Linked DNA regions of Hordeum vulgare: region 1 is linked to region 2. The links are chromatin contacts, called in public Hi-C maps. All regions are on one chromosome and are shown on one strand. Each heading gives the region's core, a stretch centred on a gene start, on an enhancer-like site or on the middle of the called end of the contact. The rest is flanking DNA. Distances are from core to core; before and after follow the strand shown. Region 1 holds the start of LOC123449478 (la-related protein 1B-like). Region 2 has its middle 23 kb from the start of LOC123446982.

Region 1 (4,313 bases), core at 199-2,698, 150 kb after region 2:
TTGTCTTTGTGGTGACACACGAGCATTTTAATAATGGACTCCACTACATAGCGACGCCCCACGTGCGCCTTGCCATGCGGCAGCCCAACTAATCACCAATGTAATGTAAAATAGCGTGCATGTAAAATTAGTGCCTTCCGTTCTGTTGCTTTACTTGAAAAAGCGCGTCATGTCGAAGGAAATCCATGCTCTATCTCTCTCATACATGCATGCAATGATGTTATCATAATTTTCTCTCATGTTTGGAATTCAAAAAGTTTTATCTCTAAAACAGTTAATTTGATACACGTTCTGTTTTCACCATTGACTTTATTGTAACTAGATCTTTGAAACTAGATTCCATGTTGACATGTTTTGGCAAAAAAATCCGTCCTTACTTGCCACATTGTTGCATTTACTTGTCATATTTTTAAATACTCACTTGTCTGACAATAAATAACTTAATTGACATATTTTTTACAATTGCATGTAAAATATGACACCTTGATTTAATTAAATTGCAAGCACACAAACGTCGCTTTTTGGCAATGATGTGTAAAAAGTTGACAACTCATCATACTTAAAACTGGCAAGCACAATAAATCATTACCGGCAATTACCTGTAAAACATGACAAAAATTGCATAGTTATAACTAGCAAAGGACAACAAATCATTTATGGCAATTACTTATAATAAAAATGACAATTCCAAGTAGTTAAACTGACAATTACATCTATGACATTGTTTTGAAAAAACTATCTTTGATATGCATGTAGATTGAGAGGTGATAACAAATTGATGAGAGTTTTCAAATACAGCTAATGAGCTTCCCACCTTTAGCAAATGCGAGCAGGTGAGTAGCAAAGTAAACAAAACGCATTGTAGCGTAGCATTATAGTGTTTAGCATAAAGTACTGTAGCTAGACATCGCCATATGCACACATATGACACCGGAGGGGCCATCGCATGCAAACATGGCTGTGCGTGCCAGCCCGCCGCACGAAAAGGACGCGATGCGGGGTCTTTAATTTATATTTCCCCTTTAATAATAATTTATAAAAAGCATTTATCTTCCACTACTGTAATTCCGTCTGATTAACGAAGAGAACGCGCATTATGAGGGCGGCGTGTGCGGTCCGCAGCCGGTGGTGGATTTGCGAATCCGGAGGACGCTTTGCGAGGACGTGGATCCTCCGCAACCTCGCAGCCGTCGATGCGCCATCGGAGGGCCTTCCCATTCCCCCGAGGTGTCACACCCACAGCAACCACCGGCGCCGCAGCCAGGTGGGCCAGGCGGTGCGGCGCCAGCGCGCTCGTCAGCCAAGCAGACGCCAGCGCGAGCAACTTTAGAGCGGCGCCGGGGCCCACGAGGCGCCACGGCCGTCGATCGATCTGGATCGGACGGCCCAGGATGGTGCGAATGGACCCTGGGTGGCTGCGTCTGCGTGCGGCTACCCTCTTGTGTGCCCCACCGGCAAGGGGGCGATCCCCTCCCCGTCCATTCCGCCCGTGGGAAGGGAAGAGCAGCGAGCCGCCGCGCCGCGCCGCACCACCGTCTCCTCCTCGCCCGCTGCTCTGCTCCCCCTCCCCGATCCGATCGCCGCCGGCGCGGCAATATTTGGAACCCTCGGTGCCGATCGACCCATGCCGTACCACTGAGAACCGATCCCGCCGCCATCCGCCGTCGTCATCCCCGTCGACCGCCTCCGCGTTTATTCATCGGCCCGCGGAACCGGCACCGCCCGATCGGATAGAAGGAGGTGTGGGGGATGGCTTCCGTTGCCGCCGACCCGCAGGCTGCCCTCGCTGGCGCGGGGACGCCGCCCCACTCCGGTAGCCCCGTCGCGGCGAAGAGGGCGGCCGCCACCGCGTGGAAGCGCCCGGAGAACGGGCCGGTGCTGGTGGCGCCCGGGAGCCCCATCATGGACGCCGACTCCTGGCCGGCGCTTCCTGGGCTGGCCTCTCCCCAGCCGCCCACGCCGCCCAAGGCGTCGCCTAAGGCCACTCCTCCCCCTTCCACTGTGAGTTGTTTGTTATCTCAGTGTCTGATTTACTTAGTGATTTCGTATCAGTGTCGGATTTACTTAGTGATTTCGTATCAGTGTGTGATTCATCTAGGATTTGTCGGGGGTTAGATTTCGTACCGATTGATGAGATTGCATTTTGTCTGAATGGTCTCAGGTGGTGGCAATGATCTTGCCCGTGTCTTTGGACAACTCCGGCGCCCCGGATGCTATCCCTGACAAGGACGCACTGGTATGCTTCTCTCCCTTCCACTGTGGGTTGTTAGTTGTATGGTTTATTTCAGTGTTTGATTTAATCATTTAATTAGTGTTATTAGAGTTGGATTACATCTTGGTGTTTGATCTATTTAGGATTGTTGTTGTTAGATTTTTTATTGTCTAACAAGATTGTGTTTTGCTTCCTATTGTGGACATTGTCTCAGGCGGCGGTGATTTCACCGGTGTCTTTGGACACCGCCGGTGCTCCGGATGCTACCCCTGACAAGGATGCCCTGATCAGTAGTCTACCAGTCCGGCGTGTGCTGATGATGCCTGCAGGGGATGATAGTCCAGACATGCATGCTCCTGTTCCAGAGCTATCTCCAGGGTACTCCCCTAATGCCCGGAGCAATGGTACCGGTGTTCATCATCAGAATGGCCGTGTTGGTTCCCATTCTCATGGCCGTGGTGGCAGTTATGGTGGGGGGAGCAGAAGGGGTAATGGTGGAGGTGGTAGTCGTCATGGTCATGAGCACCATGCTGGGTTTGATGGGCAACGGCGTGGTGGCGGCCGTAGAGATGGACATGGGCCAGGGCACCAACATCGTGTTCACCAGCCATCGTACATTAGGGCTCCTCCTTCCCTGGCTGTTTTAGCGGCGGGACCTCCCGCGCCACCATTTGCTGGCCCTGCCACGCCACAGACACCACCTTATGGGACTGCTGCTCCACAAACGCCACCTTATGGGGCGCCTATGGGATTCCCTGGTACGTTATGCATGATGTTTGTGGGAACGTGGCTTTGTGTAATTGTTATGTCACCTTAATTTGCTTTATGTTTAACAGCAGAGATGGCACCTCATGTTTACTATTTTGCCGTGCCCACCTCGGATGGCCTTCAAACCCTTCCTTTTGCGCCGCCTACACCAACCCCTCCAGCCATGCTAATTTCTCCACTGGAACAACTTCAGAGGGAGCTACTGGTGCAGATAGACTACTACTTTAGGTATTTGTTTGTCCATATTTGTAGGAAATACTTTGCCACCAATGCGGTCATTTTATTGAGCCGTGTGTTCAATTTTTGCAGCGATGAAAATTTGTGCAAGGACATATTCTTGAGGGGACATATGGATGACCATGGTTGGGTGCCATTGTCCTTGATTGCTGGCTTTAACAAGGTTAGTTTGCAGGTTTTACACATTGTTTTTATTTTAGAAAATCCCCACTTCTTTCTTGCTTTCCTACTATAATCCAGCAGTCTATGTGGAAATTTGTCAGCAGTCTAGTAATGTTCTGGTCACCTTCTAAAGTTGTTTGCTTGCTGATTGAGTGGGAGATGGAGAGTTGGCATTTAACATTTTTGATCCATTCAAACCGAGTTTGCAGGTTTCCCATTTAGACTAGTGATAGTGTGGTTAACATTGGATGTTTAGTAATAGTGTGGTTAATTTGTTATCAGTTGGACATTGGATGTATAGTTATGGCGTGGTTGATATAACTTGGGTAAAGAGCTTTCCATCAGCCTAGAAAATTTAGACTCTACCTCATGATGCTAAAGTTGCATCCGATTTCTGTTCCTGCGCATCTTAAATTAGATAAACTTGTTCCAAGTTATTTTTATGATACTTTATTCCTTTGTTACCTGATCGGTGTATCTTCTTGGGTTACAAGAAGAGACACTCAAATACTCTTTAAATGTGGCCGTTTGTTGTGAAATTTAATAAAATGAAAGCTGAGAACTTGTATCCTGTGTAATTTTGCTGTTCTTGATTACACTGGGCATACACAAATAGTAGCATTGCCGCTTCTAAGTAGCATCAGTTAAAGAGCCTCAGTCTATGCAATTATTCATGGACTTTCGAACTCTACCGTTGATAGTTAGTTAATTTGGTGCACAGTGTGCTGCAATGCTTGTTTATGGTGCTTCTGTGAGTCCTGGTTGTTTTTTCCAAATGCAAACGCTGAACCTTATGATTCTTTCTTCTAGTTTCGGGTTTCGGCAAATCACTTACTAACATTGGCACTTGTGTTCTGTTATCTGTGTTCCTTCCATTCAAAAATATAGGCCGTCTTAGTATGTGTGCATTTGTTGCTTGCAAATGGAACCAAAA
Region 2 (4,038 bases), core at 166-2,665:
CTGCAAGCAACATCCATAATTAGAACAATGTTGACAAATAACTAACCTTATAATCACACCATTTGCTCTCTAACTGATACATCACGAGACTCATCAACAAGTAGAGAAAGATTACTATCACCAAGATCATTCATTATCACTTTTGTAGTCACTTCGGCACATGCTTGTACTACTTGTTTTTAGATTTTATGACAAGTCAATGGATGATTGCGAGGGGCATTTTTATGGACCACATCTGCTACATGTTTGCATCTTTCCGCATACCAATCCAACATCTCAAGGAAATTACCCCTCTTCATGGAAGTGGTAGTCTCATCATGCCCACGAAGAGCTAGACCTTGAGAGACAAGAAACCTTACCACACCTACAACAGCCCTCAAACGCTCTTCATATTCCATATGTGATTTCTCAACATGACAAGTGATTGCATATGACACACTTTTTTTTGGTTTTTGAAATCTTCACACGGTCTTCTAGAATTGTTGTGAGCGTTGTTTGGTCCACCTACATGAGCATTGAATATTTGCATTGCCTTCTTCCAATTTTTGAACCCTTTCTTAGTGAAGACATCATGGCCGAATTTGTCACCAATGCTTGGAGGCTTGAAAAGAAAACAATGGAAACAATAGGCAGATTTTGTCTCTTTACTATACTCTAGCCAGTCATAATGTTTATACCATACTTCTTTGAAGTTCCGCCAATCTTTCCCAAAATGAGTACAAGGAAAATCATGACCATAAAATCGACACACACCTTTCGACAAATATGCCCTTCTCATTTCATCTCTAATTTCCGGAGTTGCATACTCTTCAATTTGCTTTCGTGTCCAAGGATCATAATCCACATCAGCTAAATTAAATGACGGAGGAATGACCTACAACATCTAATGGCACCAAAAATGAGTGTCATATTACTGCTGACACATCAAATCGCACAAAAAATGACAGAGGATGCCTGCTGGTCGTCGGAGTCATGTGGTCTCTTCCGTTTGATAGCAGCAGGATTGGCCTCGGCTTCTTCGAGTTCGACAGCAGCAACTATACCATTGACAGCAGCAGCCTCGGCCTTGGCTTCTTTGAGTTCGACAGCAGCAGATATACCTATGGCCACCCAATCCACCTCCTCCTCACCCAAATCCATCACCAGCCGCCCCCTTTCGTTGACCGCCCCACTGTCAGTCTATCGCGATGCCGCCCCCAGCCTGACCTGGCCCGACGCCCCGACTGCAGGCTTCAATAGCCAGCAAAATCGGCCCCCTGTGTCCGGGAACTGATGGCGGCGGCGCTAGATCGGCGGAGCAGTGGAGGATTGGAGGGCGGCAGGGTGGAAGTGGGGCGGTGCTGGATGCGTGGATCGATGGAGGAATGGGGATTTGGGGGGAACTGTTCGTTTGCTCGATGCCTTGATGCAGAGCCTGCGAGCGATCGATTTGTTTGGGCCATAGAAAAATAGCCGCCGCTGGCCAAAACTGCATCGCTGGACTGGCCCAAAGCCCCAAACTGATTACCCCTTCGTCTCGAGACTCCCTCGCGCCTGCATCAAACAGAAACGCCGCCGCCGCTGCTGGAATTCAGAAAAGAGGCAGATGGGGGTCTATCCTTCGCCGCCGGCGACCCGGGGCGGCCGCCCCAGCTCGCCCCAATGGTAGGTCCGCCACTAAGTCGACGGATCTATAATATTCACATTTGTATTTACTTTATAAATATTTGCGGATGAAATTGAAGCGACACTATTTATGTGTGGTCCTTTTGTGAAACCTGGGTTTCTTGGCTAGAGTAACGGCACAAATGTTGTCACAAAACAGGGTCATTGGATCCAGTGCACTCGGCACAACTCTAAGATCCGTCATGAATTTCTTCATCCACACACCTTCCTTCGCTGTTTTTGGAGCATTTATGTACTCTGTTTCACATGTAGAATGAGCTACCACGTTTTGCTTGGAATTGCACCAGCTTACCGCGCCACCATTAAGAATAAATATATATATACGGTTTGAGACTTAGAGTCATCTGGATATGTGTCAAAGCTAGCATCGACGTAACTCTTTACGACGAGCTCTTGATCACCTTCATAAACGAGAAACATCTCCTTAGTCCGTTTCACGTACTTAAGGATATTCTTGACCGGTGTCTAGTGTTCCACTCATGTATCACTTTGAAACCTTCCGGCCAAACTTAAGACAAGGCACACATCTGGTCTTGTGCACAACATCGCATACATGATAGTGCCTATGACTGAGGCATAGGGGGTGACACTCATCTTCTCTCTATCCTATGTTGTTGGTGGGCCTTGAGTCTTACTCAACTTCATACCTTGCAGGACATGCAAGAACCCCTTATTGAACTGATTCATTTTTAACTTCTTCAAAACCTTACCAAGGTATGTGCTTTGTGAAAGTCCTATTAAGCATCTCGATCCATCTCTATAGATCTTGATGACTAATATGGAAGCAGCTTCTCCGAGATCCTTCATTGAAAAACTCTTGTTCAAATATATCTTCACGCTTTTAAGAAGTTCTATATTTTTCCAATTAGCAAGATGTCATCCACATATAATACTAAAAATGCTGCAAAGCTCCCACTCACTTTCTTGTAAATACAAGTTTCTGTGTAAACTTGTATAAACCCAAATGCTTTGATCACCTCATCAAAGTGAAGATTCCAACTCTGAGATGCTTGCACCAATCCATAAATGGATCGTTGGAGCTTGCATACTTTGTCAGCATTTTCTGGGTCGATAAAACCTTCTGGTTGCATCATATACAACTCTTCCTTAAGAAAACCATTAAGGAACATTGTTTCGACATCCATCTGCCAGATTTCATAATCGAAAAATGCAGCTATTGCTAACATGATTCTGATGGACTTAACCATTGCTACGGATGAGAAAATCTCATCGTAGTCAACTCCTTGAACTTCTGAAAACCCCTTTGAAACAAGTCGAGCTTTATAGATGGTGACATTACCGTCCGCGTTCGTCTTCCTCTTAAAGATCCATTTGTTCTGAATAGCCTTTAGGCCATCAGGTAATACTTCCGAAGTCCACACTTTGTTTTCATACGTGGATCTTATCTCAGATTTCATGGCCTCTAGCCATTTGTTGGAATCTGGGCCCACCATCGCTTCTCCATAGCTCGTAGGTTCATTGTTGTCCAACAACATGACCTCCAAGACATGATTACCGTACCACTCAGGGGCAGTACGTGTCCTTGTCGACCTATGAGGTTTGATAGTAACTTGATCTCAAGCTTCATGATCACCATCATTAGCTTTCTCTTCAACTCATGTAGGCACCACAAAAACATTTTTATGTGTCGTGCTACTCTCTAGTTGAAATGATGCTTCAACAAACTAATCAAGTTCTATCTTCCTCCCACTCAACTCTTTCGAGGGACACTCTAACTTGAGAAAGCACCCGTACTTAGCAACAAACACTTTGCCTTCGTGTCTGAGATAGAAGGTGTACCGGATACATCTCCAACGTATCTATAACTTTTTATTGTTCCATGCTACTATGTTATCATTTTAGAACACTTTTTATGCACTTATCTACTAGTTTATATTATTTTTTAGCACTAACCTATTGACCCAGTGCCCAGTGTCATTTGTTGTTTTCTCCGTGTTTTTTCACTTTTCACGTTTCAGTACCAAACAAATTCCAATTGACCTAAAACTTTTTGTGAATTTTTTCTAGGCCAAAACAAGACCGTGGAGCATCGGAAGGAGGCAAGAGGCTGCACGAGGCCCCCCACATGCCAACAGGGCACGACCCCGGGGTCGCCTTGATGGCTTGTGGCCCCATCATGGCTCTCCCGACTCTGTTCTCTGACCTATAAATTCTCATCTACCCTAAAACCTTCAAGGGATATCCCGAAACACTTTTTACACTACCGCAAGTCCTTGTTCCGACGAGAGGCCATCTAGAGCTTCGTTTAGGTACTCTGTCGGAGGGGGGATCAATCACGGAGAGCTTCTTCATCAACCTTGATACCCTCATGATGATGTGTGAGTAGTTCACCACAGACCTACGGGTCCATAG

What was found. Hi-C and Micro-C count contacts between places; a contact is called where the count stands out from the background.
Region 1: a Hi-C map of leaf shows a contact between it and region 2, with 5 times the contacts expected there. The contact joins the promoter of LOC123449478 here to the enhancer-like site in region 2. A contact is called at or near these places in 2 of 6 Hi-C or Micro-C datasets (both in leaf) and 1 of 1 datasets of contacts at active chromatin or transcription factors (embryo).

The regions. Positions count from the first base shown.
Region 1 is chr4H:554,824,064-554,828,376 of MorexV3_pseudomolecules_assembly, forward strand. It overlaps LOC123449478 (la-related protein 1B-like), which reads left to right and starts at 1,449. Exons shown (of 7, transcript XM_045126718.1): 1 at 1,449-2,001; 2 at 2,162-2,236; 3 at 2,427-2,970; 4 at 3,052-3,208; 5 at 3,290-3,380. The coding sequence starts at 1,750.
Region 2 is chr4H:554,673,991-554,678,028 of MorexV3_pseudomolecules_assembly, forward strand. No RefSeq gene overlaps it. Among protein-coding and RNA genes, the nearest start is that of LOC123446982, 23 kb to the left of the region's middle. Within about 2 kb of position 1,416, at least 2 of the 3 cell types and tissues checked have open chromatin away from gene starts, as enhancers often do. A contact at or near this core is called in leaf, where this site is marked.